2 separate regions of the Mus musculus genome follow, and region 2 is linked to region 1. The links are chromatin contacts, called in public Hi-C maps. All regions are on one chromosome and are shown on one strand. The core of a region is the stretch at or near the end of the contact, and the rest is flanking DNA. Distances in the headings are between cores, read along the strand shown. Region 1 overlaps Sdccag8 (serologically defined colon cancer antigen 8). Region 2 has its middle 18 kb from the start of 2310043L19Rik.

What was found. Hi-C and Micro-C count contacts between places; a contact is called where the count stands out from the background.
Region 2: a Hi-C map of myocytes shows a contact between it and region 1, with 2.1 times the contacts expected there. The contact joins two enhancer-like sites. A contact is called at or near these places in 1 of 484 Hi-C or Micro-C datasets (myocytes) and 3 of 115 datasets of contacts at active chromatin or transcription factors (embryonic stem cells, pancreatic cancer cells and stem cell-derived neural progenitor cells).

What each region holds. Positions count from the first base shown.
Region 1 is chr1:177,013,069-177,018,909 of GRCm38.p6, forward strand. All of the region lies in intron 17 of Sdccag8 (serologically defined colon cancer antigen 8), which reads left to right. Among named protein-coding and RNA genes, the nearest start is that of Gm15423, 75 kb to the left of the region's middle. Within about 2 kb of position 1,368, at least 111 of the 459 cell types and tissues checked have an H3K27ac peak or open chromatin away from gene starts, as enhancers often do. A contact at or near this core is called in myocytes and pancreatic cancer cells, where this site is marked.
Region 2 is chr1:177,621,759-177,627,978 of GRCm38.p6, forward strand. No RefSeq gene overlaps it. Among named protein-coding and RNA genes, the nearest start is that of 2310043L19Rik, 18 kb to the right of the region's middle. Within about 2 kb of position 1,848, at least 133 of the 459 cell types and tissues checked have an H3K27ac peak or open chromatin away from gene starts, as enhancers often do. A contact at or near this core is called in myocytes and pancreatic cancer cells, where this site is marked.

The DNA of each region.
Region 1 (5,841 bases), core at 118-2,617:
TGACAATACACTGACCACTATCTGGAATGTGTGTAAAACACCCAGTTGTGGTGGCTCCCGACACTCCAGGCATGTCTGGAAGCAGAACCCAGGCACCTCCATTTATACGCTATTGGGGTAATTTGTAAAGACAGAAAGAACCTCTTAGTTTGGAATTGTAGCCAGAAACAACTCCGTTTGAAAACCTTGGCCAAGGCATCCATGGCTCTCCTGAGCTTCTGTCCTCATCTGCTGCATGAGAATTAAGAGAACTGGGCATGTTAGGGTAGTGGTTTGCTCAGTGGGATCTTAGGAACTTGGTAGCCTGAAGTGCCCCATACTTGAGGTCACTCTCTCCCCTTCCTGAGAAGTTCCCATGGAGCCAGCAGTGACACCACCATCTCTACTGTGCTCAGGGCTCAGTGCAGAGTCCATCTCCTAGAGGAGGAACTGGATTTTGGTCATAACCCAGGTCTGTGGGCAGGTCCAAGGGAGATTTGGTTCATCAAAGTCCAAAGTCACCAGAGCCACCTTTGGTAACTAGGCTATTGTGACATATGATGGACTGGGATCTATGGCATGGTGAGCTTTGCCTTTGGACTAATCACCACCCTTTTTTTATGGCACACACAGATCTTAACATGGAACACGTATTTTTAGAAGCCTTTTCCTGAGTTTTAAAAGCTTGAGAATTTCCAAATTCACTGCACTTAAAAGAATATTGCAGGAAAAAGGTCTTCCTTTGCCAGTGGCAACACAAATGACTTGTCTACCCCTTGCTGTCTGGAGCATCTCTGATGGGGCTTTTTTATATTGAAATTCTACCCTGCGTGTTATTTTAAGATGACCACGGCGAAAGAAATTTGGCAGAGGTAATGGCTCCCTGTTGCAAATGCTGGGAGCAGTTGGAGGTTTTGCAAGCTCTTTGCACAGTCTCTAACCCAGTCCACTCTGGCACAAGTGTTACACTGGTCTCCATGTGCTGGCACTTGGTGGCCTGGGACTAATGTGAATCATTTTTTTGCCCAAAATAAACCTGAATTGTAAACTGATTTTTAAATGTGGAATCCTTGAAGTAAGCAAGTCAAAGTTTGACTGACTGTATGTATCTGGTTGGGGAAGAGGCTCCTCAGCGCTATGGAGGGAAAGGCTGTGCTCTGACCTGTCTCCACCTGGACTTCTGGGCATCTGAGGCTTATAGATGCCTTTGTGTCCAGTGTGGCAGTGGTGTGGCTGAAGGCCTCCATTTTCTCTGCCTGGATGAATTAAGCATAATAGCTTAATTTTGCATGTCAAACTCTGAAAATCTCTGTCTGCTCAGAACGCAAAAGAGAGTGGGTATTTTCTGACCCAGACAGCTGCTTGGGAGCTTAGTCACGTCCTTCAGATTGGCTCTATTTCCTAAGCCCTGGCCTGCTCAGAGAAAGAATGGTGGCCTCCAACAGGAAATGCCTTGTTTCTAAGCCTTGATTATTCTAAATGGCTTCTGTTTAGATTTGAGTCACACACAGTCTCTTGCCCATGAAGGGAACCTGTCCTGGTTGTAAGTGACTATGTACCAATGCCACTTTGGGCTGGAGAGCTTACACAGCTGCCATGTGGTAGGAAAGTGACTATGCAGGGTGCAGGGTAATCCTCCAGCTGGTTTATAGTATGCTCCTTCCTCAGGATTGACTAAAAATGGTGGCTTTCCTAACTTCTTCACTTACACTGGAAGGATGTGGACATGACCGTGCTGTCTTGGTCTTACCCTGGCGGTAGCCCTCTCAGCCTGACTCTGATATGAGAGCTGGACTAGATCCCTGTTCTCTCTCCTTGCCTGACTTGCCAGAGATGCCATAGTGGTAGTGTGGAGGTGGCTTGTGGGTAAGGACCATGGGGCCCAGGGGCAAGGCTTGACTGGGCAAAGCTTGGAGCAGAGTTGGGGTCAGAAGCCTAAACCCAAAGAGTAACATCTGGCCAGGAAGGGTGGGGCCAGCTGGCGAGGAAATTGTGGATTCTGTTCCTGGGGAGGATGGGTCTAGGAGAGGGAAGAGAACAGAAACGCTCTGTCCAGTGGGAGGGCTGTTTCTTCCATCAAGATGGGCTTGAGTTACTTACTGGGTAATGACTCTGGTTTCAGCTGCCTGGCATCCTGCAATAGCTGTCACCCTGAGCAGCCTGCCTGTTCAGTCCTCAGCATTCAGTCTGGGGAGGGATTCCCTTTGAGTCCCTTCTTATGAATCACTCACAGTTTAGAAAACAGAGTCGGAAGCTGCCGTGTCAGTGGTTAATCAGTTGGCCCTATGACTTTTAAGCATTCTTGGCAGAGAATGTACTTTCTAATTTGATTTAAAGTTGTGCAAGGATCGAGCAGCCATATGTGATTATATTCAAGATCATCGACATTATCTCATTACATCCAAGGACTCATTGAATAGAGTTGAAAATAAGCATGAGAGGCAAATCCTAGGGAGGGGTGGAGAGGCCTGCTTGTGAGTAGAAGCACACACAGGATTGAGTCTGGAGATGGGCAGCTCAAGTGAGGGTAGCCCAGACCCACTGGCTGGTGGGGAGTGGAGAGACAAAGTGGGGATCTAGAGATGGTCACTCTTATCTTGTCCTTTCTAGAGCCCAGGGGCTTTGCCTAGCTGACTTCAGGGCCCACACACAGTTAACTACCTGCAAGACAGATGGTGTCTTATGAATGGAACAGAAAATAGACTAAATAAAATAATTTACAAAGCCTCCTCCTGAACCAGGATTTTTTGGAAAGAATTCTAAATAGATGAAAACAAACAATTTGATTTCAACCAAATTGTTGTTTTTTTGTTTTTATCCTGATTTTCACCCGAATTGTCAGTCTCAAAAATAAACACTGATACATTCCCAGAAAATATTTTTCAAATAAAAACTGACTCTGTTAAAGTTTGCCCTGATTCTTTCAAAACTGTGTACAAGACACTGTCAACCAAAGTGACTTGCATATTTTTTTAAATCAACTTGAACATATGCAGCTACGATGTCATTAACTCCCTGCTGCTGGGTGTTTTTAGAGAATGACATAAGACCCTGGGCTGCATTTCTAACATAATCACGGGGAAGTCATGGGGACCTCCCCAAGCAGCTGAAACAGCACACAGCTTAGCAGTTCATCTAGGCGCCTTGTTTGCCACTAATACTGAGGAGCACACTAGACTTCACCTAAGAGGCCTGTTCTAAGAGCTCCCTTTGTCCAAGGCTGTGTACTTCCAGAGTAGGCATGGTGGGTAAAAAATGTTGAATTTTACATTGCTTCAGATGCATTGCTCCTCTTTCTGCTTTCTGAGTTAGACATTATATTTTGCAATATAAATTCACAATCAAGTTTTTAAAGGGAGCTAAATATTTTAATCCAATTAGACAAGTGAACAAAACACTGAATATTACATGCAGTGGAGATAAGTGGTTCTTGCCTTTAAAAGACTGCAATTCCGTCACATTACAACCCCAAATGTCAATGTTGTCTTCATTTGTAACACTTTCAAACACAAGGCAGCCAGAGGCTCCACTCTGCTGGTAGTGACACTGTCTGTCCTTTGGGAATTCTTAAAATTTATTTCCCATGGAAATATGATTCACATAAAACAAATACCTGCCCCTTTGCAGAGAAAGTGGTTGGGAGCCAAAATAATGACACATGCCGCTGGAGGGGCTCTGGTGATGAGATGCATGCGTAGAAGACACTTTGCAGGTGCTCCTGCAAGAGCATCCGTGTCTCTGGCCCATCCAGAGCTGCCTCCCATCCCTTGAAGTCCTGCTTTGTCTGAGGACAGCCTCTCTGCCCTGTCCACTTTCCCCTGGCTCTGGCTTCTGAAGAGGCAGCAGAGCCAGGCCATCCATGGAAGGGACCACAGCTGTCTTCAAAATCTCAGACAGGTGGTCAGCAAGGAGTCACTTGTTTATGGTGACTTGTGATTTCTGCCTTGCTTCATAGCTGAAAGTGGCCAGAATCTTGGTATTCCTACCAGAAACTCTGGCCTATGTTGGGGAGACTGCTCTAGGGTCTGGTGGGCACTGCTGAGCTTAGTAGCTATTACCACTTGCTAAGCTAGATGTCCTTCATAACCCACTACGGTCTGGAGCACACAGACAGGATACTCTATTCTCCCCATCTGGGTTGGTCATTCTGGATTGCCTCCTATCTTGCCCTTTAGAATGTTGTTATGCCAGCTGCTCAGTTCTTCATGGATATACCACAGCAGGCCTTGAAAATCATGGTAGGATCTGTACCTGGAGGTCACATGCTCTGCATCTTAAGTATAGGTTAGTTCCCATTTGGAGCCCAGGCCAAGTGCCACTGAATTTTGTAGTCACTGTCAATATCATAACAGGATCATGGGGCCACTGGAGAGAAATCATGTCATATTCTCTCAGGCAGATGGAATGATGTAGCCCAACGAAGGAGACATGTATGGGAAAGTGGAGCAGCTGGGTGCATAGAACCAGAAGGGAAGGCAAGCCATGGAAAGGATCTGAGGGCCTGAATGTACCTCTGTCACCTCAGAACAAGCTTGGAAGGACCACCGAGAAAGCCCTTACTCTTAAAAGTAGATGCCTACTGCCAGGGGTATAGGAACAGAGTGTTTGGGGCCCTCACCACATGAGGTAAGGTACACACAGAGAGCCAGAAAGAATGCTGACTTGAGCAGTTGTAGGACAGACACTAAAGGGCAGTCATTAGGAGGCTGAGGTGAGACCAGCCTGAGCCACACAGTGAGGAGTCCAACCTCAGTGGAAAGGAAAAGAAACAAAGGAAATGGCAGCCTGGACTACAAAGCAAGAATCTAATCCAGCAGGAAGAAGGGCTGGGGACCCTAAAGCATGGTCAACTGGGAAACACTTTGGGTCACCCCATACATCTCACTTCATAAAAAGCCAAGTTTAAAATAAACTTCAGAAATAAATTGAGCACAAAACCCAAGGTTTGGAGGAAAAGGCTGTGGTAGAAGGGAAAAGTGGAAAGTACGAAGGCCAGCTACACCAGGCTGTACCCCAGAATGCAAGGGCATCTCTCTTCTGTTCCCAGGGCAGTCAGGGCCAGAAGGCCACACCAGTGGCCATGGTAACAGGGGAGGGCTGAATGGAGAGACAGTTGTCAGAAGCTCAAGCTGAGAACATTGCCTAGACATACGCCTTCTCTCCGAGACCGAGACCACAGTGGCTGTAGAGTTGAGGACAGAAATGCACATTAGTAACACCTTGGACACATGACTGCAGACAAGTCAGACTATGATAGTAACTCACATTTTTGTGTCTCTGGTACTGTGTGGAAAGATCAGGAGGCACTAAAGAATGTCACTCTGGCAGGCAGTGTGGCAGACACACTCGGAGTGCGAGACTTGAAGAGGATATGCAGTGGCAATAAGAAACAATGTGCCTACCCAAAGCGAAGCCTATACTGACTGGAGAGGAACAACTCTTGCTCTTATGTGCATGTGACTTCACATGTGCTTGTCTTGCCTCGCATCCTATCATCCCAAGAGGCTGTCCCCAGTCAAAAGGGCAGGGCATGCAGCAGTAGGGAGCCCAGGGCTACCACATTATTAGATGGCCTTGGGATCACAGGAACCCAAAGACTCACAGAGAGATGCGTTTCTGGGTTAATGAAGATCCTGTGCAAAGCTCCATTCTCTGCCACAGGGCCTCACGCATCTGAACTGAAGGAAGGACTTTTTTCTGCCCAAGTTCATTCCCCTCTGACTTCTGAAATATACTTGTCATGGTTTGTGCAGATTCATGTTCAGTCACTTACTTTCTTGGGTTAGAAACCCTTGTGCCTAGGGGTACAGGATACCAGGCAGGCAGCAGTCTTACCTAGCTATCCTCAGAGCATGGGGCAGA
Region 2 (6,220 bases), core at 598-3,097, 610 kb after region 1:
CAAAATTAGTGTCAAGAAATAACTGAGTACACTGGGCAGTTTTAGTCCTAAAACCCAAGCAGCCTGGGGCCAGGCAGGGCATGCTCACTAGGTTCAAGCCACAAGAGCTTCGTGGGGCCACATTTAATTCCATGGCATAGCCTGGGCATCGGGCAAAAGCAGGGGATGGGAGAGCCAAGGGGACTTAGCATAAGTCAACATGTTTGTGGATTCTGGACCAGTTGCCAAGCCAGAGGACAGGGATGCCTCACAGGGGAGACAAAGCTCAGATATGGCCGGGCACTGTGCTGCCTCTCTTCAGCAGGGAGGAACCCCAAGATTCCTTCCATCTTGCTGATACCATAGTGTTCAGTGCCCCCAGGCTCTGTCGAAAGAGGGTCCCTGGAGGGGGGGCACTGTTTATTTGGCATTTGACCAAGGCCATTGGGGCTCCCTTCAGAAACATTTGATAGGGGGCCAATTATTGTCACATACGATGCGGAGAAAGGAGGTCAGTTTAAAGAAAGTTTAGATAAAACACCAGCAGCAGCAACAAAGCAGGCTCTCTACAGGGTGGCCATGCGGGCACAGTGTTTGTAGGGAAGGGACACTGACCCCATTCCCTTGCATATGGACAAAGAAGCTCAACAAAGGAGCTCACCAGCCCCAGTCACTCATAAGCATGAAAGGGGCCCTCACGCCTCCGCAGCCTGGCTGGGAACCAGAGGCGCCAGCAGCCATCACACAGTCGGCCCGTAACATAGAAAGGCCTTGGGTCGGAGCGAATTCTTTTGGGTAGCCTGCTTGTGACTTCAACGACCCGCCAAAGTCTACTGAGTGATGTTTGTCCCCGAAGTGTAAAAATATGGATTCCTTAAGGGGAGGGGGAAGAAAAAAACAAGGAGAGAAGTGGAGTTTTCATTTTGTAAGCTCTTGCTAGCTGTGGGCCATTCCATGTGACCTCGTTAGTTTTAACACTAGCCCAGAGAAGTCTGTTCCTGATTCTCCGCTGAGAAACCTGAGGATGAGATCTCGAATCAGGGGCTTACCCCGAGTGCCCTAAGGAAGCAGGAAGCAGGAAGCAGGAAGCAGAGCCCCATAGCCTGATTTCCATACCTCGTGTTCTTAACCTCTACGCTATTCTGGTCCCAAGCTCACGTTCAAGGTTCTTTTAGCTGTGTTGTTGAATCATTACTCTGTTCACGAGGAAAACAGTACACTTTCCCTAGTGATCGCAATTCATGTGGAATCTTACAGTACTCTTTTTTTTTTTTCTAATAGATTTGCACTTTGTGCAGGAAAGTAAAAGTTCCTAGAAGAGTGACCTTTTGCATCTCTAATTAACAAAGGAGGGGGGCGCTGCGTAACGACCCTTTAACAATTCTATCTATCTAATATTTAGACAGGTTCAGAAAGGCAGACTAGAGGGCCAAGAATGAAAAGCCGGGAACAGGAAGGTGGAGAGTGGAGAAGACCTTAATGGCATCAGGTTAAAGACAAGGTTTGTCTTCCTTTGAATTCTGAAACACTGCCACGCCCTGGAATGAACCTGTCAACTCTTCCTTCAGAGAGCAATGTTTCTCCGGGCAGGGAGCTGGCTGTGGAACACACTGAAGGACTCCTGCCCATGGGACAGAGTCTAATAGTGCTTTTTCCAGGGGTGGAACCCATGGCCCTGGGCCATCTCTGCCCTCTCAGCTGGACCCCACGAGGTCTCACCATGACAGCTGAGCAGGGTTAAGATTGCAGCCTTCAGCACACTGGAAAAAAACAGCTGCTCTGGGCCCTTTGCTTGCTGGCCTGTTCTCCACTGGCCAGTGGGACATTAAGGTCTTTGTTATTCACGCAGCAGTTGGAATCTCTGTCCATTTAAGGAAGGAAGCCGCAGGGTGATCCAGCCCTGGCTGTGCCACTAAGGAGTGACTCATTCACTTCTACCATGTGAACTGTGGATGAACCCTGGCCCTTCCTCAGACACGGTCTCGGCCTGCACTACATTAAACTTGATGGATTCTTAAGGAATATGTGCCATCTATATAATAAGGCAAATTAAGCCCCATGCAACCAGGAACCATGGCTGTTTGTTTTGATAACATTAGAAATTATGAAGGGGAGAGAAATGGGCCAAGTCTGGGAAAAGAACAAGAGTGTAGCCACATTGGCTTATCTCGAAAGGGACCGGAGCCAGGGTACGCTGGTGGTCTGGCGGACTGAGGGTTTCATACCAACGGCACAGTTGCTGGGAAAGACTAGCCAATAGCAGAATAAGGAACAGTCTGTAAGGAGAGGTACTACTGAGTTCAGTTCCTGCTCTGCTATATACTAGCCATGTCACCATGGACGGCTAGCTGGTGTCTCCTAGCTTCAGATTCTTCATCTATAGAATATAATTCCTACTTCATGAGTTTGCATAAGGGAAGAGCTAAGCACAGTCCATAGCAAAAGTCCACACCAATCACTGGAAAAAAGATTAAAATGTACATATATATATACATATATATGTATATATATATATACATACACATATGTGTGTATACACATATATGTATATATATACACACACATGCACATATATATGTGTGTGTGTGTACACATATACGTGTGTATATATATATATGTATATATATACATATATATATAAACATATAATATATAGTTTGGTCTATGTATATATGTGGCCACCTCTCTCTTTGTTTCTCTCTTGCTCTCTCTTTCTCTGAGTGTACATATACCTAAATATGTATGTGTAAATTATACATGAAAATAATTTGTGTGCATAAAAGTATATATGTGTGTATGTGTGTGTGTGTATATATATATATAAATCATATAATATAATAGATTGGTCTATGCATATATGTAGCCACCTTTCTCTTTGTTTCTCTCTTGCTCTCTCTCTCTCCCTCTCTCTCTCTCTCTCTCTCTCTCTGTGTGTGTCTGTGTGTGTGTGTGTGTGTGTGTGTGTGTGTGTGTGTGTGTGCAGAAGGCCTGAGCAGGCAGGCAGGCAGAGGGGACAGTACAGAGGAGACTCTAGGCTTCAGGGATTCAGTGCTCTCACCTGAGCCTGTGGGGCAGGGGGCAGGTTGCCCCCTGCAGAACCCCTGCAGCAGGCTGCAGAGGGGAGGCTGAGATTTGTCAGGTGAGTCCTTATCTCAGAAGTGCCTTCCTTTCATGTTGCCTTTGCTATTTCTAAAAACAGGAAACTAGAGGCTACCACAGCTGCCAAAGTTTCTTTCAGGGGAGAATCTATCAGAAATTAGTTAAGTGCTTCCAGGGTCAAAAATCAATAAGTCAGGCCTGTGTCCTCCCAGTGAGAGGGAAGAGGGGTGTGGAGATGAGGAGGAGGTGCCCTGCCTGCTACAGACTCCTGCTGATCCTGAGCCCAGGAGCCACCACCAGGACAGGAGCTTGCTTTTGCAGGCCTTCCTTGAACTGGCCAGGGAGTTACATTACAGGCTCTCTGGAGGGAGGCAGCAGCAGCCTGAGGAGTTGAATGAAAAGGCACAGTGGAGACTTCCAACCATGCAGCTAGCAGCTCATCCCCAGCTCTGAGCAGCTGCCATCCATGGCTTCTAACCATGATTTCCACCTCTCTCTGCATCCCATCCACACAGCAGGCCCAGAAGCAGCAAGGCCAGAGGAAAGGAACCAGAAGTTAGAAAGAATCACCACCACCATCACCACTGCCACCACCATCACCACTGCCACCACCATCACCACTGCCACCACCATCACCACTGCCACCACCATCACCACTGCCACCACCATCACTACCACCACCACCATACCACTACCACCATCACCCCCACCTCCACCACCACCATACCACTATCACCATCACCCCCACCTCCACCACCACCATACCACTACCACCATCACCCCCACCTCCACCACCACCACCACCTCAAACCCTTTACTGGTTGTCCCTACCTATATCCTAACTTTCCCTGGAGATCAAAAAGGGGTTTCAGACCCTTTGCTCCAGAGACTTTCAACTTTCTCATTGTTAAATGAAGGCAATCCTAGAAACTCTGAGACTCTCTCAGGACTCCTCTGAGGAGTCAGAGCAATTACACAATGGGACCTGGAGACCAGCACTGCACTGCATGTGTGTGTTCCCTCCACAGATTTACACGCCACAGGAACTCTGGGAAATTGGCTCAAATTTTTTGTCACGAAAGCAAAGGCAATAGCAAAATGCAAGGAACCTACCAGGCATGGTGGTACCCACCTGTAATCCCAGCACTCAGAATCATGATACACACACACACACACACACACACACACACACACACACACACGGGCGTGGGCGCCTATAGCAGAGCCTGGGGCCCCTCTATTCCCCTGTAAAGGAATTCTGGCCTCCTTGCTGCGACAGCAGCAGACAGAAGGACACAGTTTTTATAGAATTGGGCGAGTTCTGAAATTCTCAAAAAGTTTTCAGAATAAATCTTGTTTTGCTTTGAATTTAAATTTGAGTGATTCCAAAAGACCTGGAGTTTCAGTGTGGGCTGGATGTTGGTTGCAGGAATATCCAATAATACACATTCTTACATAATGCAGAAAAATATACCAGGCAGTACTTTCAGGAATGCATGAGCAGGTGCAGGTGGGAGAGAAGTTTGGGAAGTAGCAGAGACCATCTCTGGACCAGAGCACTGAGATGCCCAGATACTGGGAAATCAGCCCTTCACAGTTACCCTCCTCTGCATCCAGCCAATAGATGTCCATAGTGAAGCCCTCTGTCTCTCTGCTCCTCTCTCTTCTCTCCGCACCCCCACCCCCGTGTGTGTTTCTCTGTCTCTCTCTTTCTCTGTATGTATGCTTCTCTGCCTCTCTGTCTCCTCTCTCCCCCACCCCCGCTGTGTGTGTGTGTGTATTTCTCTGTTTCTCTCTCTCTTTCTCTCTCCCCATCTCTCTCTGTATGTTTCTCTGCCCCTCTGTCTCTCTTTGATTTTTTGTCTGTCTGTCTGTCTGTCTGTCTGTCTGTCTGTCTCTCTCTCTCCCTCTCTCTCTCTCTCTCTTTCTCATCAATAGCATTTAACCATGCTTTTCTTGCTGTGCTTTCCTATCAGGAACCCACCTCTTCCAGCTTCTCTTGTCACTCTATCTGCAGCTTCAGGACTCTCTTTTCACCACCACCCCCCTAACTATAGATAGTGATGACCCTGTCCTTGAAGGGGACACCCTTGGCAGCGAAGGCTAGGAGGCTCCAGTGTGGCTACCATAAACCAAAGGACCAACCCCAGGAGACCAAGTGGCTATTGACTCCACCTGCCAACAGTTTAGAGCAAGAAACTCAAAATGGTCACAGTGAGAGGTGCCGGTCAGGCAGACATCGGCAATCTACAGGACTATACAGTGCACACCTTTGTGATCTTTAGGCTGGGGTTGCAGGAATCAGGGGGCACTGGGAACCGGGCAGCTGGAAAATGTGTTATAAATGCCCTTTCCACCTGCCCCACATCAGCTAATATGCCTTGCTGAGATTCTTTATGACATTAAAGAGAAACCAGAGGAGGAGGTGAGAGACAGTACCTCCATGGACTCAAAATTGAATGTCATCTCTCCCGAATGACTATACTTGCTGAACAGAGAGAGAGTGGTGAGGCCAGCAAAGGAGGGGAAAGGATGCCATTGGAGCCCCGGTTTCTCAACGTGATCACATCTCAGTGATGAGCTCTGTCACCGGGAGCAGTTGCCAGAAAACTAGAAACAATACCCACACATCTCTCACTTAATACAAAGAGTGAGATATACCCCACATCTCCCACTAATACAGAGAGTGCGATATCCCCACAGATCCATCTAAGAGTAAAAAGACCTGTGGCTCCATCTGAGATCCAGAACATTCCCTCTGGGCTCCCTAGACCAACCATGCACCCATCCAGTTGTGCTGGCTTAAAATGAACAGCACAAGGCTTGGGGAAATATGGGGCTGCAGAGTGAAGGCTCATTCAAATTTGGAATTCCCAGATCTATCTAGTAAACTCATCTGGGAGGGATGGCCAGATACCTTCTTAGACCTGCCACCAGCTCTCTAAGGCCCCGACCATGTGCAGGTCCTCAGCACTGGGGCTAGGACTGTCTTTTCTTGAACCACGTGACCTGTCTTCCCTATGAGTACTAGTATGTTGGTTTGGTTAAACCTTCCAGAAGGCAGAGACTGTGTCCTAAACATCCTGAGTTCTCTACCATTCTGAGCACAGAGCCTTGTGAATGACCAATGCCCTACATTAAA